Regions from separate parts of the Mus musculus genome. Here all the other regions are linked to region 1. Evidence: chromatin contacts called from public ChIA-PET and HiChIP or PLAC-seq data. All regions are on one chromosome and are shown on one strand. The core of a region is the stretch at or near the end of the contact, and the rest is flanking DNA. Distances in the headings are between cores, read along the strand shown.

Region 1 (4,087 bases), core at 802-3,301:
TTTAATTTTTTAAAGGGAACAATGAAATACTTCAACAAGTAAAGTTGCCTGCAACCAAGCCCAAAGACTTGTGTTCAATAATTAGGATGCACATATGGGCACACAACAAAGCTTTTCATTTAAAAAAAAAAAAAAGATAAAGCAGGAGTTGAAAAGCAAGGTGCACTCCTGTCATCCCTGTGCTCGGGAGACTAAGGAAGGAGGACCCAGTGCGCCAGGCTAACCTGGGCTACAAAGCACACACACTAGGGCAGAGGGTGGGGGGAGGGTAGCCCAGTTGGTAAAGTTATCTAACTGCCTAGCATACACAAGGCCCTGGAAATGTCCCCTATCTAGCCCATGAAATTGGGCACAGTGACACATGCTGGTAAGACTAGCACTTGTAGACAAATGGGCCATTAATTCATAACCATCAGCTACAAAGGATATTCGAAAGTAACCTGAGGTGAGGCCCTGTCAGGCCTAGGGGCACAGCTCCATGTAGAGTGCTTGCCTATCCAGAATTTGATACCCAGTGGTATAGGGGATATAGTTCATGTAGGTTGCCTGAGCCCCCTTCAGAGATCAGCACCAAAGCTGAACAATGAATACTGAGGTTTACAAACCAAAAGGAAATCAACAAAGCTTCCTAAACTGCTCCTCTTTCAGGCAGAACTTTTGAAACCTAACATTTTTCAGTGGTCTGGTGCCCTGATGTAATAAGCGTCACCTGATTCTACCGTCCAATCGAATGGCTGGGGGAAAGAGCCATTCTGATCAGCAGGCAACCTGAGATAAGACTGCCTGTCTGCCTTGATTCTGTCATTCAGTAGGTCCTCTAAGTCTAATTTGTGCTTGGGTTGGCAAGCTCCCTGTTACTCTGTAAATCAATGACCCACATCTAGAACCAACGCAGGTGACTGCACCTCAAGCCATCTAGAGACAAGATCTTACCCACAGATCTTACTCACAGAACCAGAATGGGCCATTACAGCTCACACCTGGGAGTCAGCATTGGACATGAGGCAGGAGAATCAGGAGTATTAGGCTAACCTGAGTTACTCAATTTAAGGCCAGTATAGATACATGAAACTGTGTCTCTAAAAGAACTGGGGGTCCAGCGAGTTTGCTGCCAAGCCTGATGATCCGATTTCAATCACTTCAACTCACGTGGTAAAAGAGAACCGACTTCCCCTACCACCACCTGAGCACACAGTCATTATTTTAATTGTTTTATTTATTTTAAAGAGAGAGAGGAGGAGCTGAGATGTGGCTCAGTGGTAAAGCACCTGCCTTGTGTGCATGGAGTTCTGGGTTTGGGCCCCAGCATTTGAAGAAAAAGAAAACGAAGTCTCTAAACATATCCACACGAGAGAATATCACACACAAACACACAATCTCAATATCTATCTCGCGCGCTCCTGAAAATTAGCAATAGCATCAGGCCTCTTGGTTGAGCCTGTTCTTGGCAAATGTTTCCTTTAAAGGACCACTGCCTGAACAAACTGCTTCAAAGCTTCCCTCACCGCTTACACAACCCACTTCAGTACTTTTCCAGAAACAAGCCTTTCGAACGCGCGCAGAAAGAGTTTCGAGTGTTTCCTCTTCACGGGCCTGAGTACCGATTGAGTCAGGATTGAGAAATGTCTCCGGCAGGATGTGAGGAAGCCAGCCTGCACCGGGTCCCCGCAGGGCTGATTCACTCCGGCCAACTCACCGCTCTAACCCCGACTGCCACACTCACGCCCCGAGCCCGGAGCACAGCAGCCTTGGCCCCAGGGCCGGGCCGCAGCCCCGAGCTCGCCCCGGGTGGCTCCTGCACGGTGCACGCCCACGGGGCTCCTGGCTGAGCCGCCGGCACGCGGGGAGACAGCGAGTCCCCCACCCCCCGCCCGGCCCTCTCGAGCGCTCTCACCTCCGGCGCCGGCGCTCCCGGCTCCTGCCCAGACGGTCGGAGAGGCGGCCCAGGAGCGCGGCCAGCCCGGGCCTGCCAGGCAGCAGGCCCAGCAGCCGCCTCCAGAACACCGGGCCCGCTGCCGGCGCCGCCATGGAGACCCGCCGCTTCCGCTTCCGGCGCGCGAGAACTTTATTGACAGTGCGAGCGCGAACAGGGAGCCAGCGCGCAGGCGCGGTAGCGGCAGTGACAGCTGCATAGGCTGTATTCCCTTGTCTTTGCCTCTCTGTATCCTTTCTGGGGCACCGCGTCGCGCCAGACAGGGAGCTCAAGGGCGGGAGGCATGGACTACAGTCCTAAGTTCACCTGATGGTCCAGGAGGGAGAATGCTGGTGACAGCTCAGCACCCCGAATCCTGTCAGATTAGCAGCTGCTGCCCTGCACTTTATGCTCATCTGCCTTGCTGTAAGAGGAGGGATGCTCAGCGACCAGACTACCTGTCAGACTTCCAGCTGCTACCCTGCGCTCACATAAAGGTCCAGGAGGATTAATAACAGCTCAGCGCCCGGAGTCCTGTCAGACTGATAGCTGCTGCCCTGCGACCTATGATCATCTGCCTTGTTCCAAGAAGAAGGAAGGATGCTCAGCGCAGACTTTCAGCTGCTACCCTGCGCTCACATATGAGAGTCCAGGAGGGAGAATAGCTAGTAACTGCTCAGCGCCTCAATCCTGTCCGTTTGACAGCTGCTGCCATGCACTCACATGAGGGAGCAAGGAGGAGGATGTCAGTGGCATCTTAGCACCTGTCACACTGACAGCTGCCGCCATGCGCATTAAACTCACCTGCATTGCTCCAGGAGAGAGGAAGCTAGTGATCATTCAGAGTCCTGACACCTGTCAGATTGATAACTTCCTGAGCCCTACGCCCTCAACTCACCTGCCTGGCTCCAAGAGGAAGGATTCTTGCAATAGCTCAGTGCCCAACACCTGTCAGATAGCCAGCCCCTGCTTTGTGCCCGCACTCGTGTGCATCATCACTCAGTTCAGCACCCTGAGGCCTGACCCTCCTCTGCCCCTGTCTGACTTTCATGCCCTTAATTCCTTCCCTGGCTCACATGCTCTGGGACTTAGAAGCTAGAAACATTGTAAAACAGTCATAATTCTCTTTACCCCAGAGATGATGGAGTTAAAGCTGTAACACTTGAACTAACATTCTGAATTTCACCTCCACCAAACTATTTCAGGAAAGTGAATGACACATTTCAAAAGAATATTTATCTCAGTCTTTCTCCCATTATTGAAAAGTGTGGAAACAGCCGGTGGTGGTGGTGGTGGTGGTGGTGCACGCCTTTAATCCCAGCACTGTGGAGACAGAGGTAAATGGATCTCTGTGAGTTCAAGACCAGTATGGTCTACAGAATGAGTTCCAAGATAACCAAGGCTACACAATGAAACCCTATCTTGAAAAACAAACAAAAAATCTCAGTGAAGGAGTTGGCTAGATACACTGTGGTGTATCAATACAATGGATGGCCATAGCTCCATGAGAATATGATACCCTAGAATAATATTTCATGGCATCACTTATAAAATTTACCAGGGGCAGGCAAAATGGCTCAGTAGATAAAGGTGCTTGCTGCCAAAGCTGACAACCAGAGTTTCAACTTCAAAACATATATAGTAGGAAAGAGACTCAATTTGTCCCCTGACCTCCACATGTGCGCCATAGCATCTGTGTGCCTGCTGCTCCCACAAAATAAATGAGCATTCAGAAATTTAAATAAAAATAAAATTAAAAAGGAAAGTCCAGCCAGATGGTTCAATGGATAAAGGAGATTGCTGAGGAAATTGTCCTCTGGCCTCCACACATGTGCCCACTCCAGAGCATACATATACACACAATAACAATAAATAATATACTAGTTTTTTAAAAGATTTATTTATTTATTATATGTAAGTACACTGTAGCTGTCTTCAGATACCCCAGAAGAGGGCATCAGATCTCATTATGGATGGTTGTGAGCCACCATGTGGTTGCTGGGATTTGAACTCGGGACCTTCGGAAGAGCTAGTCAGTGCTCTTAACCCCTGAGCCATCTCTCCAGCCCCGATATACTAGTTTTTAAGACAATGAAAAAATATTATCAAAGAGTGGTAAAAAGACAATCTCAAGCAGGCATGGTAGCCCACATTGTAATCCTGGTCCTTACCAGC
Region 2 (4,087 bases), core at 1,169-3,668, 180 kb after region 1:
TGACTGCTCTTCCTGAGGTTCTGAGTTCAATTCCCAGCACCCACATGGTGGCTCACAACCATCTGTAATGAGATCTGATGCCCTCTTCTGGTGTCTGAAGACAGCAACAGTGGACTCACAGACATAAAGTCTTTAAAAAAAGAATCCGTCCATCTCCATTTTGAATAAGATTTGGGTTTCTTTTGGAGGGGGTGTTGGTTTGGTTTTCTGTTTGTTTTGGGTGAAGGAGTTTCATTTAGTTGTAATTCAAAATGATCCTGCCTCCTGCCTCCACCTCCCAATGCTGGGATAATCATGTGTTGGCATGCCTGCTTGGACTCCTCCCAACCCTACCCCATCCTGCTCGCTGGCAACTGGAACCTAGGGCTTCACACTTGTTGGTAAGCTCACCCCACTGACCTACGTACGTCTCCAGCCCGCGAGGTCGTGTGTGCATCTGTAAGTTTCAGGGTTTTCCTTTCTTTCTCTGAGACAGGATGCCATTAGCTAGCTGTCCTGGAATTCAGAGAACCTGCCTCTGCCTCCAGAATAGAATGCTGGGATTCAAGGCCTGTACCACCACACCTGTCCTTATTGGCTGTTTTAAGATAGAATCTCAGGCTGGAGAGATGGCTCATCAGTTAAGAGCACTGACTGCTCTTGCAGAGGACCTGGAGACCCTCATGTTAGCTCATCACCACCTGTGACTCCAATTCCAGAGGACAAGATAACCAACCACCTTCTGAATACCAGGCATGCACGTGGTTGGTGTACCTTCATACATGCAGGCAAACATACATACAAAATAAAAATAAGTAAAGAGAAATAAAAAAGACAGGATCTCACTCAAGTTCAGGCTGGCCTGAAATTCATGACAATCCTGCCTCAGCTGCCTCAATGCTGATAACCACCTCCCATTTGAATGAGTTTTAAATAGGATGGGACACAAAATCACGGAGGTGAAACTCAGTGTTTCATCTAACCCTCACCCCAACACCCTGCCCCAAGTCAACTCTACAGCATCAACCAATATCTTCCAGAACACCCTTCAACAGCTGCCCTATTTCCCTCCAAGACTCCCCCTAAAGCAAGAGACTCCCCAGTCAGCCAGCCTTCTCCCTACAAGGACTTCCGGCTTCTTTGGCACGTCGGCCCCTCCCCTCCAGAGAACTACTAGTCTCCACCCCCACAACGGTTCCCCTCAGAGCAAGGTTCTTGGGGTGGTCAGATCCACAGCCAGACTCAGATCCCGCAGGAGCCAGGACAGAGGTGGGAAAGTCACCAGCAGAGACTGGCCAAAGTTTGGAAAGCAGCTCCTTTGGAATCGTCCTAGTCATTTCGCTTCCTCCCCACACCCTAAGGCCACCGCCAAGCCCACGTCAAGGCGGCAGATGCAACTGAGTCTGTGGGCACCTGGCTGCCTCCAGACTTGCAGGACCAGAGCGATCCTGCGGGGACGCTCTCAATAGGATTGTGGAACTGGCAGTCACAAGCCCCGCCCCCAGCTGTGGATGAAGCCGGAACTCCAGGACTGGGCGCGGAGTATGGGTCAGGGCTCCTGGCACTGCCATCCTGACTGACAGGGTACAACCCAGGACGGAGTCACTAGATTCCACCGCTAGGCTGGGAGATTCCGGGGAGCCAGGGCACCTCCAAGGCTCCAGGCCCAGACCCCCTGGGCGCAGTGGGGCCACCCTCAATCTGGCAGCTAAAGTCTCAGTTTTCAGTGTTTTCATCCCAAGGTATGGAAAGCTGCCCCCGCACGCCTGGTACAAGGGGGCTCGCCCCGCTTCTGGGAAGGGAGTGCATTTGGTGGGAAAGCAGACCTGTTGCTAGCCTCTGAGAGGGAAGGAAACTCTCCTTCAGAGTGCCAGGCCAATCCCCCTCCTCGCACCCCACGTGGCTGCAGAAAGTCCCTTCCAGGTGAATTCCCTAGGCTGGGAGCCGCGGCGTGCCGGCCACCTGCTGTGCCGTGCCCCTCTCCGGTCCCTCCCAATGCCAACAAGGCGACAGGCCTGCCTCCCCGGAGAACTTCGGGGACGTCCCGCACCAGAGCGGCCTGGACCAGTGGTCCAGGGTGCGGCGGGGCCCGGCCCGGAGTTGGGGAGACAAGGTCCGGAGTGGAACAGGCGACAAAACCCACGGGCTGGAGGGGACAGAGACGCGGAGGGGCACGGGGCCCCGCGCTCTCCGAAAGGCCCAGGACGCGCAGCCGCCGCCACCTGTCGCGCTCTGCGGCCCGCGGCCCCACGGGCCCTGGTAGCCAGGACGCCCGGCTCCGGGTCCTCGCTGGTGGACTCACCATGCTCACGAGGCGCGTCACCACCTGAGGCTGAGACAGGAAGCGCCGCAGGTCGAAGGAGCCGCCCGCGTTGGCCGCGCCATAGGCCCCGCTCTCCATGTCGCTTTCGCCACCGAGCCGCGGATGGCCGGGAACTAGCCGGATTGCCCCGCCCCGCCCACGGGGGCGGGTCCGGCCGCCGACAGGGCGGGGCCAACCGCCGGGAAGTAGCCCCTCCAAACTCGTGGAAGTTGGCAGCAAAACTTGGAGCTCGCAGGAGGCGCCAGGGTGCGGAAGGGGGAGGAAAAGCTCACCCCTGGGAAATATGTCCTACTGAGTTCATCCAGAAAGGATCAAAGAGTCCCCAAGAAGAGACATCCTAGGCGGCTCCCACTTTACTCTTACTTACACAGTGCCCTGGTGAAGGTCCTCTCCCATAAGCCCTCCAGACACCCAAATCCCACCAATCCAGAATCCAGGCTCGTAAATACCTGGATGTCACTTCACCATTCTGCTCCAGACCAAAGGACTGGGGCATAAGCTCTTGCCTAGCACATCAGAGGCCCCCAGTTCCAACCTCTGGACTACTGTAGTAATTAATAACTATGGCCCCCACAGTTCTGGCTACTCTTTGCTCTGGAGCTAAGCCTGAAAGCCAAAGGGCTCTGAAGGGCAGATTTCTAGACATCGTGATCACATGCTGCAAAGTACCTGGTGGCTGTTGTCTCAGGAAGAGAAAGAGGGCAGGAGAATAAGGAGTTCAAGACAACCCTGAGCTATCTGAGATCTAGTCTCAAGTACACACATACTGAGGATTGTAATTTTAAAAATTAAAACAAATGAGATCACTAGGTCATAGACTCCAGCTCCCCCTGTCCCCCAATAACATTTAGAAAGGGAACCTGATGCTTAATCGGAAGGGGTCGTGTGTCAACCCAGGGCTTCACCTTGGCCGCCAAGAGGCCTCCAGATATCCTTCTGTTGACAACACAAATTTGTTCCCAAGGAGACCATGGCTGTTGAGGGGTGTAGAGGGCTGAGAAGTGACACAGAATGGAGTCATGACAAGATGGCTTTACCACAGTCACTTCAATGGATAATGAATAATGAGACAGACTCACCTCAGTAATGAGGGGGGCTGGACAATAAGGAAACTGAGGCAGAAGCCTGCCCCACCAGAAGGGTCACCACTCGGGAGAAGACAGGAGTAGGCACAAGAGAGACTGGGCCTTCTAACAGTCTATCTGCGTCTATTTGCACCCTCCCCACACTAACAGAGCCTGTGACAAGCCGCTGGTAGGTGAGCCCAGGGCTACCTCCTAAAATCTGTTCATACACGCCATGAGTGTTTGATGAAGGAGAACTGGCTGTCAGGACTTTCCTACAAAGCCTCCCTTTCTCTCTCTCTCTCTCTCTCTCTCTCTTTCTCTCTCTCTCTCTCTCTCTCTCTCTCTCTCTCTCTCTCTCTCTCTCTCTCTCTTTCCTACACAGAGAAACTCTATCTCAAAAAACCAAAACCAAAACCAACCTTTTGCCATTACATCATTACATGTAATTGGTTTGTGCCTGGGGTGGGTGGGTAGAGCACACGAGATGACACATGTCATAAAAAGGACACCTTGTAAGACATAGCGCTTGCTCCCTTCACAGGGTGGGTCCCTGGGATTGAACTCAGGATCCCAGACTTGGCAGCAAACACCTTCACCCATCTCACAAGACCCTTCTCAGATTTTCGTTTTATTTTGAGACAGAGTCTCACTATGCAGCCTGACTGTCCTGGCACACATTTTGTAGACCAGGCTAGCCTCTAGCTCACAGGGATCCTCC
Region 3 (4,087 bases), core at 1,180-3,679, 160 kb before region 1:
GGGGAGTCTGGCCTGCAGGTGGACTTGCCTGCAGGTGGACTTTTCACTATTTTGTGGGTTCTTCTCTACCCTCTTTCCCACGCTTTCAGCTCCCTAACACTAGAGAGGAGAGAATAAAGGCTAGAGGATGACTACTTCTTGCTGACTAGGGACACTGAGTTCCTTGGGGGACGTTTGATCTTCACCAGCAGGATATCTAATTTCTTCTTCTTTCTTCTTTGCACATGACTACTTAACAAACCACCAGTGGCAGCTAAGCAACAACAGCCCCACCCCTCCCGGCCCTAGCATTTATATACTCTCTCAAAAGTCCCCAGAATTCCAAAGGTCACACACACTTGCAGAAACTGCCCTGGCAAACCCATGCCCCGGCTAAAGCACACGGCGAGTAATAATAGTCAGCTTCTGTGGACAACCTGAGGCAGCTCCCTGTCCCACACCTGGCATTAAAATGAAAACACTCCTATACGATTCTGTGGTCCTCAAAGAAACCAAAATTCTCATTACACTTGCCCATTATTGTTTCTAAACCACACAGTATCCCTCCCCACCCCTCCCCCCATATGTATCTCTGGCTGCCCTCAAACTTACTCTGTAGACCAGTCTGGCCTCGAACTCAGAGATCCACCTCCCTCTGCCTCCCAAGTGTGGGTATTAAAGGCGTGTGACACCACACCCAGGTACACACAGCAGAACTGGAGAGTCCAGGCCCTGACAGCACAGTAGACTGCTTCTGGCACATGCCACTCTTTTCTCTGCCTCATGGGAAAGCCGCCCTTAGCGGGGGCTGCATCACAGAATCCAAACTGAGGATTGAGGTCTAGCGCTGCTTAGACCTGAGTCACTGAAACCACCTCATGTAGCGTGTACCGTTCCGGTATAGCAGCATCACTTGGTCTGTCTCCAAGACAGTTGGTACAGCTCCAGCACGTCCTTCTTCGGGGCTGCATAATGTTCCGTGTGTGTGTGTGTGTGTGTGTGTGTGTGCGCGCGCGTGTGTGTGTGTGTGTGTGCTGACTCTGCACACTAGTGTTCTCATGGTTATTATTACTTCAAGTGCTTCTTCCCTGTTTAAACAGAAGTTTGGGACTATATCATATATATGCACAGTATACAGAATATATGAGATAGAGGAAGGGCATGGATTTACTTTATTTTTCCTCTTTTCTTTCTTTCTTTCTTTCTTTCTTTTTTTTTTTTTTTTTTTCTGAGACAGGGTTTCTCTGTGTAGCCCTGGCTGCCCTGGAAGTCTGTAGACCAGGCTGGCCTTGAACTCAGAGATCCCCCTGCTTCTGCCTCCTCCGTAGTACTAGGCTTAAAGGTGTACACCACCACCTAGTCTTTTGCTTTTTGTTTTTTAAGATAGGGTCTCATGTAGCCCAGGGTATCCCTGAACTCACTCTGCAGCTTAGGCTAGACCCTTCTGATCCCTGATGCTCATGCTCCCACCTTGCAAGCACTGGGAATGCAGGTGACCCCAAGCCTATCTGGAGTCACTGGCCTTGTACACACGGTGTCCTCGGGAGAATCTGAGGGCCCCCGGGACTGTAGCTTGGGTCACACAGTCATACCAGGCATGCCTGCCGTCTCACCGGTCTCCAGCCTCTCAGCACAGGACTCTCAGGTGAGACAGGATGGAACCAAGCACTGTGGAGGGAAGTCAGAGGCTAGACCCTGAGTCCAGCATCACTTCCTCTGCATCTTGTTGTCCACAGCAAATCACAAGGCCAAGTTACATGCAAGGGACGTAGGCGCCCACCTCCTGTTGGAAGGCACCGCAGGTCTCGTGGTCGAGGTGCCTGCATCTTAACTTCTACTGTGGATCTCCTGCTTCTTGTTTTCCACTGGGAAGTTTGAGTCTCTTCTGCTTCTCAGACATGAGGCAGCTCCAAGTCTCTGATGTGCCAATGTTTCTTGGTGCCACCCCTCCCTGCTGTGTTCCCCAGGCCCCATTTATTCCTTGATCACATGGACACCCATGTGTGTGGGAGCCCAGGCTATCTCAGTAACGCCCAAAGCTCCATGCCCGCTGTCAGTCCTGAGGCCCTACCAGCTGCCCTGCCTTTCTCCTCCTTCCTGCTGTGTGCAGTCCCCCCACCCGTGTTCTGAAGGCTGCCCTCCAGCTACCTCCCTCCACTCCTCCTCCGGCACTCTGCCGTCTGTCCGCTGTGTATGCTAGCTTTCAGTTTGATGTTTGCTTCCTGTGAGAGCCTCTGTCACTTGCCCAGGAGCCTCAGTTTGGTGAGCTTGACATGGCAAACTCACATGGCCACGGCTAGGCAGATGTGCCCGGAGCAAAGCTGAAGGGATGGTGAAAGAGGCCAGAGCCTGTGGCGTGTAATCCATTGGTGTGTGCGTCACTCGGGATTTACTGAGCTGCGCTCCTGTGGAAACAGGAAAGAGATCTCAGTGTCACAGGGACACCACCTTCCTTGTGGTGCGTGCTGACGGAAGAGGAAGGGCGTTGCAGTGAGTCAGGCACAGCCACACGCCCAGTCATGTGTCACTGGTCCAGAAAATTACAGCAGCATAACAGCTCAGAGGATGAAGTGCTGTGGTCTTTACTCCCAGTAGGGAGCCCGGGTCTTTGCTGCTTCATTATTCTTTGTTTTGTGTGTGTGTGTGTGTGTGCACACGCATGCGTGTGCATGTGTATGTGTGCATGCACGCACATAGGTATACATGTGTGTGCATGGGTCTACATGTGTGTATATATGTGTATGCACAGTCTACATATGTGTATATGGGTATGCATGTGTGTGCATGGGTATACATGTGTGTTTGTGTGTGCATAGGTATATGTATGTGTACATAGGTATACATGGGTATGCATGGGTATACCTATGTAAGAACAACTTACAGTAGTCCATTTTCTCCACCATGTGGGTCCCAGAGATCAAATTCAGGTCATCAGGCTTAGTAGCAAGTGTCTATACCCATTGAACCACATCTCTGGTCGGTGGTCCGTTGTTACCCTTCTGAGACCATGCCTCCCATAGCCAGCTTCAAACTCACTGTGTGGTTGCGGATGACTCCTCCCTTCTGATCCCCTTTCCTCTTCCTCCCAAGGGATGGCTAGCCCTGTGGATGGGCTGCTAGGATGATGATAGTCACATACAAATAGCCCAGTGGATGGGCTGCTAGGATGATGATAGTCACGTACAGATAGCCCAGTGGATGGGCTGCTAGGATGATGATAGTCACATACAGATAGCCCAGTGGATGAGCTGCTGGGATGATGATAGTCATATACAGATAGCCCTGTGGATGGGCTGCTAGGATGATGATAGTCACATACAAATAGCCCAGTGGATGGGCTGCTGGGTGATAGTCACGTACAGATAGCCCAGTGGATGGGCTGCTGGGATGATGATAGTCACGTACAGATAGCCCAGTGGATGGGCTGCTGGGTGATAGTCACGTACAGATAGCCTAGTGGATGGGCTGCTGAGGCTAACAAGGCCAGAGCACATTTGAGTACTTTGCAAGCACTGTGTACTACACTGTCCTTAGAAATGCACTCTCAGAGAACGGCTGGTGACTGTCACCCTGACAAGCCTGCCTTCCAGCGTGTCTTCATTCATTGGTTCTTGAGGTGGCCACCTTGCCTCACATGTGGGGCACTTGTACAGCTAACACACTGGGTTGGTTAAGGAAGGAAGGGTGCTTTATCTGCCTCATGTTGGAGGGCACAGTCCACCTTGATGGGGAGGACATGAGGCAGCTGGTCACAGTGCAGCTGCAGGCAGGACGCATAGAGTGCTGGCAATCATCAGCTCAGTTTATTGAGTGCAAGCCCCCATCGCAGGGGATGGTACGGCCCACAGTCAGCATGGGTCTTCCCTTCCTTCCCTTCCTCTCCACATCTGATCTTACCCAGCAGGCTGAGCTGCAGTAGTTAAACCTCCCTAGAAACACGCTAGGAGACAGCCAGAGCTGTTTTTCCAGAATGAATCTAAGTCCAGTGAAGTTGATGTTGAAGATTGGCCACCATAGTGCCTCTCAGCAAGATCCTTGGAGAACTGGATTAGAGTCAGAGAAAGCAGCCTCTATGCTAGGCTTGGCTGCTTGCTGTGTGACCTCCATT

Evidence for each region. ChIA-PET counts read pairs in DNA pulled down with a chosen protein or histone mark. HiChIP or PLAC-seq counts read pairs in DNA pulled down with a chosen protein or histone mark.
Region 2: an H3K4me3 HiChIP or PLAC-seq map of bone marrow-derived macrophages shows a contact between it and region 1, with 3 times the contacts expected there. The contact joins the promoter of Syngr2 here to the promoter of Pgs1 in region 1. A contact is called at or near these places in 2 of 39 promoter capture datasets (liver and stem cell-derived epiblast-like cells), 5 of 115 datasets of contacts at active chromatin or transcription factors (CD8 T cells, bone marrow-derived macrophages, effector CD8 T cells and 2 more) and 2 of 9 other capture datasets (adipose tissue and liver).
Region 3: a contact with region 1 is called in an RNA polymerase II ChIA-PET map of memory CD8 T cells, with 1,741 read pairs. The contact joins the enhancer-like site here to the promoter of Pgs1 in region 1. A contact is called at or near these places in 1 of 39 promoter capture datasets (liver), 2 of 484 Hi-C or Micro-C datasets (embryonic stem cells and neutrophils), 3 of 115 datasets of contacts at active chromatin or transcription factors (bone marrow-derived macrophages, memory CD8 T cells and pancreatic cancer cells) and 3 of 9 other capture datasets (adipose tissue, liver and pancreatic islet).

What each region holds. Positions count from the first base shown.
Region 1 is chr11:117,984,821-117,988,907 of GRCm38.p6, reverse strand. It overlaps Pgs1 (phosphatidylglycerophosphate synthase 1), which reads right to left and starts at 2,051. Exons shown (of 10, transcript NM_133757.2): 1 at 1,895-2,051. The coding sequence starts at 2,028.
Region 2 is chr11:117,807,998-117,812,084 of GRCm38.p6, reverse strand. It overlaps Syngr2 (synaptogyrin 2), which reads right to left and starts at 2,418. Exons shown (of 4, transcript NM_009304.2): 1 at 2,282-2,418. The coding sequence starts at 2,380.
Region 3 is chr11:118,144,258-118,148,344 of GRCm38.p6, reverse strand. No RefSeq gene overlaps it. Among named protein-coding and RNA genes, the nearest start is that of Gm38514, 8.5 kb to the right of the region's middle. Within about 2 kb of position 2,429, at least 204 of the 459 cell types and tissues checked have an H3K27ac peak or open chromatin away from gene starts, as enhancers often do. A contact at or near this core is called in adipose tissue, bone marrow-derived macrophages, liver and 3 more, where this site is marked.